Regions from separate parts of the Cricetulus griseus genome. Here region 1 is linked to region 2. A link is a contact called in public Hi-C data. All regions are on one chromosome and are shown on one strand. Each heading gives the region's core, a stretch centred on a gene start, on an enhancer-like site or on the middle of the called end of the contact. The rest is flanking DNA. Distances are from core to core; before and after follow the strand shown. Region 1 holds the start of LOC100767716 (vesicle-associated membrane protein 4-like). Region 2 holds the start of Syt17 (synaptotagmin-17).

What was found. A called contact is a pair of places that touch in the nucleus more often than the background predicts.
Region 1: a contact with region 2 is called in a Hi-C map of the CHO-K1 cell line, with 5 times the contacts expected there. The contact joins the promoter of LOC100767716 here to the promoter of Syt17 in region 2. A contact is called at or near these places in 3 of 8 Hi-C or Micro-C datasets (the CHK-Q cell line, the CHO-K1 cell line and fibroblasts).

The regions. Positions count from the first base shown.
Region 1 is chr3:82,322,953-82,327,356 of CriGri-PICRH-1.0, reverse strand. LOC100767716 (vesicle-associated membrane protein 4-like) reads right to left here and starts at 2,993. Exons shown (of 1, transcript XM_035441316.1): 1 at 2,525-2,993. The coding sequence starts at 2,950. The coding sequence ends at 2,525.
Region 2 is chr3:82,170,845-82,175,287 of CriGri-PICRH-1.0, reverse strand. It overlaps Syt17 (synaptotagmin-17), which reads right to left and starts at 1,933. Exons shown (of 8, transcript XM_027410157.2): 1 at 1,919-1,933. The coding sequence starts at 1,933.

The sequences.
Region 1 (4,404 bases), core at 1,744-4,243, 150 kb before region 2:
CTTTGGATAACCGCCTACTTAATGTTTCCACCAATGTAGTTAAAACAAAACAAAACAAAAACAAAAACAAAAACAAAAAAACAAAATGCCTTGATGGGGACTGGAAAGATGGCTCAGAGGTTAAGAGAACTGGCTGCTCTTCCAGAGATCCTGAGTTCAATTCCCAGCAACCACATCGTGGCTCACAACCATCTGTAATGAGATCTGGGCCCTTTTCTGACCTGCAGCATGTAGGTAGAGCACAGCATATAAAATAAAATAAATAAATCTTAAAACAAAACAAAACAAAACAAAAACCTTAATTGGGGGCTGGAGATGGCTCAGCGGTTAAGAGACTGGCTGTTCTTCCAAAATTCCAGAGTTTGATCCCAGAAATCATGTGGTAGCTCACAACTATCTATAGTAGGATTTGATACCCTCTTCCACCAGGACGGCACACATGCAGATAGAGCACTCACATCCATAAACAAATAAAATATAAAAAATCTCACCCTGATTCATGACCTTCTTTGTTCTGTTAGTTTAAAGAAATTTTTTTTCATTTTCTACAAAATAGTTTATTTTGGTTTATTTGCTGTTTACTATGGAGAAGCTACAAATACATTCCTTATGAAAACAAAGGAGTGAACTTTGTAGCACTGTAAAACATAAATGGTCATGAGGAATTGAGAAGCCAGGAAAAGGGGCATGGCATCTAACATTGCTCATCTCCCATAATACTCCTTAAATGCCAAAGGCACTTGCCCAAATGGTTAAATCAGGGATTTCAGGATGTAAAATAATGACATACAACTAAGACATAAAAACAATGCTTGAGTTTTCTTATCACTAATATTTTACTAAATCCTCAGACATATACAATTTACAGTTTTAAAATAACATGATTTTATTTCATAATCTTTTCAAGTGAAAAGAAGCTAATGCAACACTGTAAAACCAGAATTTTTCTATACTCAATTATAACAAGAACATGTTTATCTCTAGGTAATCACCTAATCACCTCTCAGTACACATTGGAAATCAGCTCTCACCAGCACGGAGTGACTTCTAGAGCAAAACCTCTCCCCCCACCTTTGTCTAGGGTCTGCCAGGGTACTGCAGTGCCGAGAGACACAACAGGACATAGCCCTTGCTTCACAAGTTTACACTTATCCCAACTGGATTAGCAATGTTTTTCTTTTCATCATCCGTACTCACTTGTTCTAAGTAGCTTTGTAAAATAAAACATGAGCCAGAATAAAAGTGTGCTCCCATCCCTTATTCTACCTGACATATGAAAATAAATACCAGATTAAGACTGACATCAGGCTTAAAGAGAAGGCCCATGTGCACATGGTGGTGCCCACGTGTAGTCTCAGCTACTTTTGAGGCTAAATTGGAAAGATCACTTGAGCCCAAGAATTCTTTCTTTGATCAAAAAGAAAAAGCCTGCAGGGCATGGTGGCACACACCTTTAATCACAGCACTTGGGAGGCAGAGGCTGGTGGCTCTCTGAGTTTGAGGCCAGCCTGGGCCACATAGTCTCAAAACCAAGACACACAAAATAGGCTCAGATTCCATCAGTCTAAGGGAAGGTGGCATTTGTATGGACTAAGATGGCCCTCTTTTGCTCCTTCTGACCCATTGTCTTTATACTGTTCTATGGCAACTGCCTTCCCAAAACATGTTTAGATTGACTCATGTTCTTAGTACTACTCACAGAAAAGTAAAACTGACTCTAATAACATTTCTATGGCAAAACACAAAATTTGATTGATAGTATAGTCCTTAAGTTAGAAACGCTCTGACTCAATACAACTAATGACATTTATGTTCAACACTAAAAAGACCTCTTGCATATTTTCTAACCATAAAGTATATACAAGATGTGAATACAAGTCTGTTTGGGCTACAGTGCTGACAAGGACATAGAACACGTGGAAGTGGCAAGGAGAGATATCAAACTCTTTCCACGTCTGATCCTCAGCCTGTGTGTGTGTGTGTGTGTGTGTGTGTGTGTGTGTGTGTGTGTGTGTGTGTGTGTATTTACAGAGTACCGGCATGCTACCCAGAACACGAAGTGTAGATTCTGCTATTAAAAGGCCAACAGTACTTTCTAACACAGAGCCCAGGAGCCCAGGAGCCCAGGAATGAACTGTAATGACAGTCCCAGGAATCCCTGTACCTGACATGTATTACTCTTTCTCCATTTTAAACAATGTTCCATCACCAATACTGGACCCTCTTTTACTCAGTGTATTTCCCAGTTTATAAAACTTTGGGACAATTTCCAATGGGTTTTGTTAGGATAAAGGAATCCAAGGTCACAGGTGCTACTGAGCTATGACCAGGAGGAAGAACCCACTCATCACAAACTGCTGCAAGGGAAAAAGACTTCTGTTTTGGACAAATCACAAGGGCACACTTCAGGCATGGAATAGTGACCTGATTTCACTGGGCATCAACTAACATTAGCAAAGCTACTTGAATGCTTCTGTTGATCTTCACTGTTGTTAAATGATGATAGTTTTGATGGTGGTAAACTTCATTTTTTCAAGTGCAGGATGATCTGAGTGATAATCAATAGCAAAAGGATAGCTGCAGCCAAAGCCATGATGGCTTTTATTTTGCATCCACGCCACCACATTTGCCTTTGGAGTTGTTTGGATCTGTTGCTGAAAGCGGTTGCATTATCCGATAAGCTTTCTGATTTGTCCTGCAGTTCATCTAGTCTCTCTCCTCTTTCAATTACCTTTGTAATATTTTCTTGCATTACATCAATAACTTCATCCACCTGATTCTGAACATGCTTAATTTTATCATTTCTAGGCCCAAATCTTGGTCCAGACAGTCCCCGTAGAAAAAAGTCCTCCTCTTCATCTGAATCATCTTCCAAAAGATTTCTCCTTTCACTTTTCACAGACCCAGTGACATCATCATCACTTAGGTGTTGCTTGAACTTGGGAGGCATACTTTCTGCTTACAAACACTCTTCTATTTCCCACAGAGTAAGAATTTGCCTGGGGCTGGAGAGATGGCTCAGAGGTTAAGAGCACTGCCTGCTCTTCCAGAGGTCCTGAGTTCAATTCCCAGCAACCACATGGTGCTCACATGGTGGCTCACAGCCATCTGTAATGAGATCTGGTGCCCTCTTCTGGTGTGCAGATATACATGGAAGCAGAATGTTGTATACATAATAAATAAATAAAATCTAAAAAAAAAAAAAAAAGAATTTGCCACCTGAGGCTCCGGAGGAGCTCTGGGCAGCAATCCCTGCTGGCTGCGCAGGGCGGGCCTGGGAGGAAGCGGAAGCTGAGGAAGGAGGGTGGGAGGGGAGAAGACCGAGGGCGCTCCGTGATGCTGCAGCGTCCCCTAAAGAAAATCTTTATAAGACTTCTTCCACTGGACATGGAGAGGTGGTTCAGTGGTTAAGAGCACTGGTTGCCCTTTTAGAGGTCCAGGTTCCACTCAGCATCCACATGATGGCTCACAATGGTCTGTAACTGCAGTCCCAGGGGATCTGATGCCCTTTGCAGTCCTCTTCAGGCATCAGGCAGAGACATGGTACAGAGACATGGAATTTGGTGTAACCTAAACTGCATTCCTAGGTCACAATCTCTCTTTCTTGTCTGTAGAGTAAACTATCTCTTATTCCCTTTGATGGTAGAGATGTGTTTATGTGTTAACGGAAGGTTAGGTTGTTTGCATGTGTGGTGAGAGCCCTGGCTTTGCCCTTTGTTTTTTCATGGAGCCCAGAGCCTCATACATGTGCTATTACTCTACTATCCAGTTACAGTCCTAGCCTGAATCTTTGTAAAAACTAGCAATGGTTTTCTCCATCTGCTTCCATTTCCATGCACGTTCTAGCAGCATCCTTGTGGTTTGGTACCCATTTTCCAAAGCGTGACCCAGCAGCACAGGGCCTTCTTTAAGTCAGGGCCACTTCATCAATCAGGATCTGATCACATGGCAGGCTGAGCTCTCCTGGACCAGGCAGGGAGCCCTGGGTCCTGACAGCCGGCTGCCACTGTCTGCAGGGCTCTTAGCTGGGGAGACAGAAGCCAAATGCTTCCCAACGATCCTGGAAAATTAGTTTAGCACTGTCTGCCAGGTTCAGTGACTCAGAGGCAGCCAGGCAAGCCACAGCTTATTGGCCCTGGAGTGGGAACAAGAACAATGTTGTCATGAATTCAAAGCAGGACAGGAGAGCTGGGAGGCAGGGCAGGTGAGGCTCTTCAGCTTGCTTCTAGGGCCCTTTCCAGATGACTCAGGGTTTAGATTGTAGAGGAACCAGAGACTCCTAGACAGCAGGAGTATAAGGCAAAGCCATTGGTAGAGGGCATTTATACCAAATATCTTATCCTGGCCATTTACTGTGTGACCTTGGGTAGGTAGCTTAACTTCTCTGAGAGCTCATCTTCTCAT
Region 2 (4,443 bases), core at 684-3,183:
AACTATCTCTGTAGACCAGGCTGGCCTGAACTCACAGAGATCCACCTACCTCTGCCTCCAGAGTGCTGGGAATAAAAGCGTTGGCAACCACGACCCAGTGGATTTGTGTATTTTTTTAAATGGCTGCAAAACATCACAGACGACTATTTCCTGACTTTCAGAAAGTCTCTGAAACTCATTGACCAAAACAAATAAGCTTTGTGGGTTCATAGCCATGCCCACTCTGACCTCCCTCTGTGCTTGCCTTAGTACTGTTTTCCCTATTGAAAAGTTGAGGCAGAAGAAAAAAAATTAGTCTCTGTGTTCTGTAGAAGTTCAAAGACTGCTTCTAAGAGGGAAGCAGAACCATTGAGATGCACAACTTATACATCCCCTCCTAGCCTACAGTTCAGATACCACTGTGACTGCTAAATAGCTGTGTGACCTTGACAAGTGACTTTACTTCTCTGTGCTGAAATATGGTTTTAGGTAGCTGAGCAGTGAGTGACCTACCACTGTAATCCCAGCACTCAGAAGACAGCGGCAGGAGAATCACAAGGCTAACCTGGCTATATAGTGAGAGCCTGTCTCAGAAAAAGAAAATGTATTAATTCGATGAAGAACCATAAAAACTTGTTTCACTGTTCTCTGCTCACTCCCTTGGACATCAGAGGGGAAGGGACTGTGACCTATGTCCTCAGGGATGTTCCATAATTGCTGTCATTCTGGTGTCGTTAAGCAACTATTGAACAGTATTCCAACAACTTCCAAGACACAGTAGATGTACAGTAAATGTGACCTTCATTGAACTTGAAATCAGGACCTAGGCAATCCATGAAAAATTTGCAAACCATTCCTGGGGATCAAAGCCAGAGGAGGACCTGGTGGTCAAGTTCCACCAGGTGACAGACCATTGGAGGAGCTGGGGACAAGAGATCAGGAGAGCCCTAGAGGGTCTGCAGTCGTCCCCCGCCCCCCGCCCCCCCCGCCCTCCGCCCCCAGCTAAGGCTGGGAGAGGGAAGATGAGTCCCTGGACCTGGGATCCAGTCTGCTGGCTTCCTCTCTGGCTAAGAGCAGGCAGCCCTAGAACCCCCCGCAGCTCCTGGTATCTATTTACTGGTCTGACCGCGTGACCTTGGCGATGACCTGTCACCACTTTGCAATTTGCAAAAGAAACGGTTTTCTTTGCCAAGCAGAACAGTCCATCCCCATCCGCCCCCTCCAAAGGTGTGTGTGTGGGGGGGAGATAGGGGGTACTTGGAAATTCTCTCCGTCTGAGTCTTGGGGGTGGTCTCTGTGTGTGTGTGTGTGTGTGTGTGTGTGTGTGTGTGTGTGTGTGTGTGTGTGTGTGTGTGTGTGGTGTGTGTATGTGTGTCTGCACTTCTCAGACCTCAATGGACTGAAGTAACTGTCTCCACAGCCCTCATCAGAGGGCACTGGTCTCTGGATGTCCCCACCCCTCTGCACCCAGTGCCGGGGCGAACGATGTCCTTGTCCCTCCAGGTCTGAACAGCTGCCTCCAGCTGGCTCCACCGGCCAATTAGCCGGAGCCGTCACCACGGCAACGGGCGCTGGCGGGCCGGGTGGCTGGCGCGCCCCGGGCCGCCCTCCCGCGGCCCCTCCCCTGGGGTGGGTGCTGGGGGGACGGGGGGGCGTGCAAAGTCACCCTACGGTCTCCCCTTCCAAGGAGACGAGTGCGAGGATGCAGGCCCCACGCAGGGCCCTCCATATCGGGTCTGTGGTCCCCTGCCCAGGCTCCAGGACACGCACAGGTGCCTGCTCTGGGGAACCCGTTGTTTTGTTGTTTTTTGTGGGTTTTTTTTTTTCCTCCAGTAAGTTTGTGGGAGCCGGCGGGTGCGCACTCCTGCGTCGCGCGCTCCCGGCAGAGGGGGCGCGGTCCCCACTATCCCCTGGCGGTCGCCCCCAGCCACAGTCCTACCTGGATGTACGCCATCTTCGCCCGCGCTCACTCACTCCGGCCCGGGCATGGCGTCGCCACAGCCCCTTTGCCCTCGCCGGCCCGGCGAGGTGGCACAGCCAGCCGGCAAGACACCAGTGGGCGGCCGGGTGGCCCCAGACGTGACTGGCGTGACTGATGAGCGGTGCCCGCCCCTCCACCGGCCGCCCCGTCCTTGCCCAGCTCTGCGGGGCCGCCTCCCTGGAGCGCAGAACCGGGATGCCCCGAGGTCCCCGGCTTCAGCTTCTGGTGGACCAGCACCCACACCCACACCTTGGGGCGCTCCCGGGTTGCAATGAAGCGGGCTCCTGGCCAGGAAGTCCCGGGCGAGCCGCGGGAACTGCGGCGACCCCGGAGCAGGCGGGGCTGGCGACGCTGGGGCCCAAGCGCGGGAGGCGGGGGAGGGGATGGGGACCGCGAAGGGGTGGGCGGAGGCGGTGCCCCGGTCAGCGCCGCCGGCAGGCACTAGAGTGGTACCGATCCACTGCCTGATCGACAGCAGGGCTTCCGGGGCGCCTGAGAGGCTGAGGTGACACCGCGCAGCACACTGTGGGGTCTGGAGTTGGAAGGTCCGCTTCATCCTTCCCTCTCCCCAAGCTGCTTGGCTAAAGTTTTATGCCAGCCGCACACGACGCGCCTAGAACCGGGCTGGGGAGTGTGTAGAAGCTGAATGGCAGGCGCCACCTATTTAAGGTGGACCTGGCAGTCCCCAGGACAGTGCTGAGGCAGGGGAACTGTTATCCTCGCTCGGCTCTGTGTGGGACCCTTTACCCTAACCATCTCGGCTGGAGCCCAGGACGCAACAGGTCTGGGGCAGGGCGGCCGCGCAGCGCCACCCAGCGTCCGGCTGCGCCCGGGGCGTGACGGCTCGAGGGCAACTGGGATCCCAGTGTCCAGGACCTGTCGCTGCCGGTCTGCTTCGCCTGCCAGCCCGCGGGGCTGAACCCCAGCACTGGAAGATTGCCAGCACATCTCCCAGCCCAGGGTCTCCGCTGCAAGGCCACTGAGGTTGGTGCAAGCCTCCCGCTAGGGATTTGAGGTAGAACGGGGCCCTCCTCGAGTTTCTATTTTCCATCACTGGCAGCTGGTGTCGCTGCTCACCAACTCATCGAGTTGTCATTTCAACCTCTTGGCGTCCCGATCTTTTCACCAATAAAAATGGGATCAAATTTCTGCCCAGCCTAGCCTCCAGGGGAGATAAATGAGTAAAGGAATATGGAAGTAATTAAGTATGTAATGCACACAAGGAAAAATCTAGCATTTGGGAGTACGACAGTTGTAGCACAGCATGCGATGTGTTGAATAACTCGATCCTCTGAGCCTAACAGCCTTCACCTTCATCAGAGCAGCTGTGCTACTTGTAAGAGAACATGGAGATAGGGCTTGTTGACTGGTGGCCTTTCCTCATATGAGGCGGTGTTGGTGAGGGCCGCTGGACCCTCGCCTTAGATTCTGGCTGCTTCCTCGGAACCTCCAGCCATTTGTATGTAATTCTGTCCTAATTGCATGCAGCCTCACTGTCTTCTGAGATGCTAGAGTATAGACTGTGGAAGGTTAATTTGAAGCCAGTTAGGTTGGTGGGATGACTTTCATATATGCAGCTATACAGCTAAGAGGAAGTGAGAGGTTTTTTCCCAGTGGTGCAGCTGCTTTGGGGGGTCACCCACACTCCTCTAAGTAACCCCTCACCCATGCTCTGTAAGAAAGCCAAATAAACTCTGTCCCTCTAAGCTGGATTATGGTGAACTTGCACTTTGCTTTGTCTTTGGAGTCCTTTGTGGGGAGTGTTTGTGTTTCTCTTGGGGAAGAACACATTGAGAATGGATAATGGGTCAAAGTCCATGTTTCCAGAACAACACTGCAGTGCCTTGGCCCTGTCATGTGTCTCTTCTACAGAGCCCAGAGCACGGTAGGTCCTTAGCAAGGTGTCCGCTTGTTGCTTCAGTCTCTGCTAAACCTGTACTGGGTTTAGCCCCTATTTAAAGATGAGGAGACTGAGGTACAGAGAGGTAAGGCCACTCCCCAAGATACTGACTGCCTTCCTCGAACTTGGCAGGCTTAACAGCCTTACAGTATGTACATGTGTTTATTTAGTGTTTCCCTTGTGAGGGAGGGGCTTCACAGAGGAAGCATACTCCTTGGAGAGATGAGAGGGGGCTATAAGAGTTTGATAGTCATTTCTATAAATAATAATATCTAACTTACATTACTATTAATAATTTTGAAATTAATTCTCACTATGTAGCCCAGGCTGGCTTCAGACTCCAGATCCAGACTGGGTCTCCACATCCAAGTCTGGGGTTACAAGCATGCATTACTGTGCCCTGCTAAACCTAAGCCATCTTCACTTCTGTCTTCTACCCTTGGCACACATTCAACATTTTAAACTTGAAGCAGACTCCTTTGCTATCCCTCTGCTTAGATATGAAAAAAAAGGGGGGCATATAGAGGTAAAGAAATTTGTCTAGAGGGTACGTGAGTTCCAGGAGCTGGGATCCAGCAGGAAG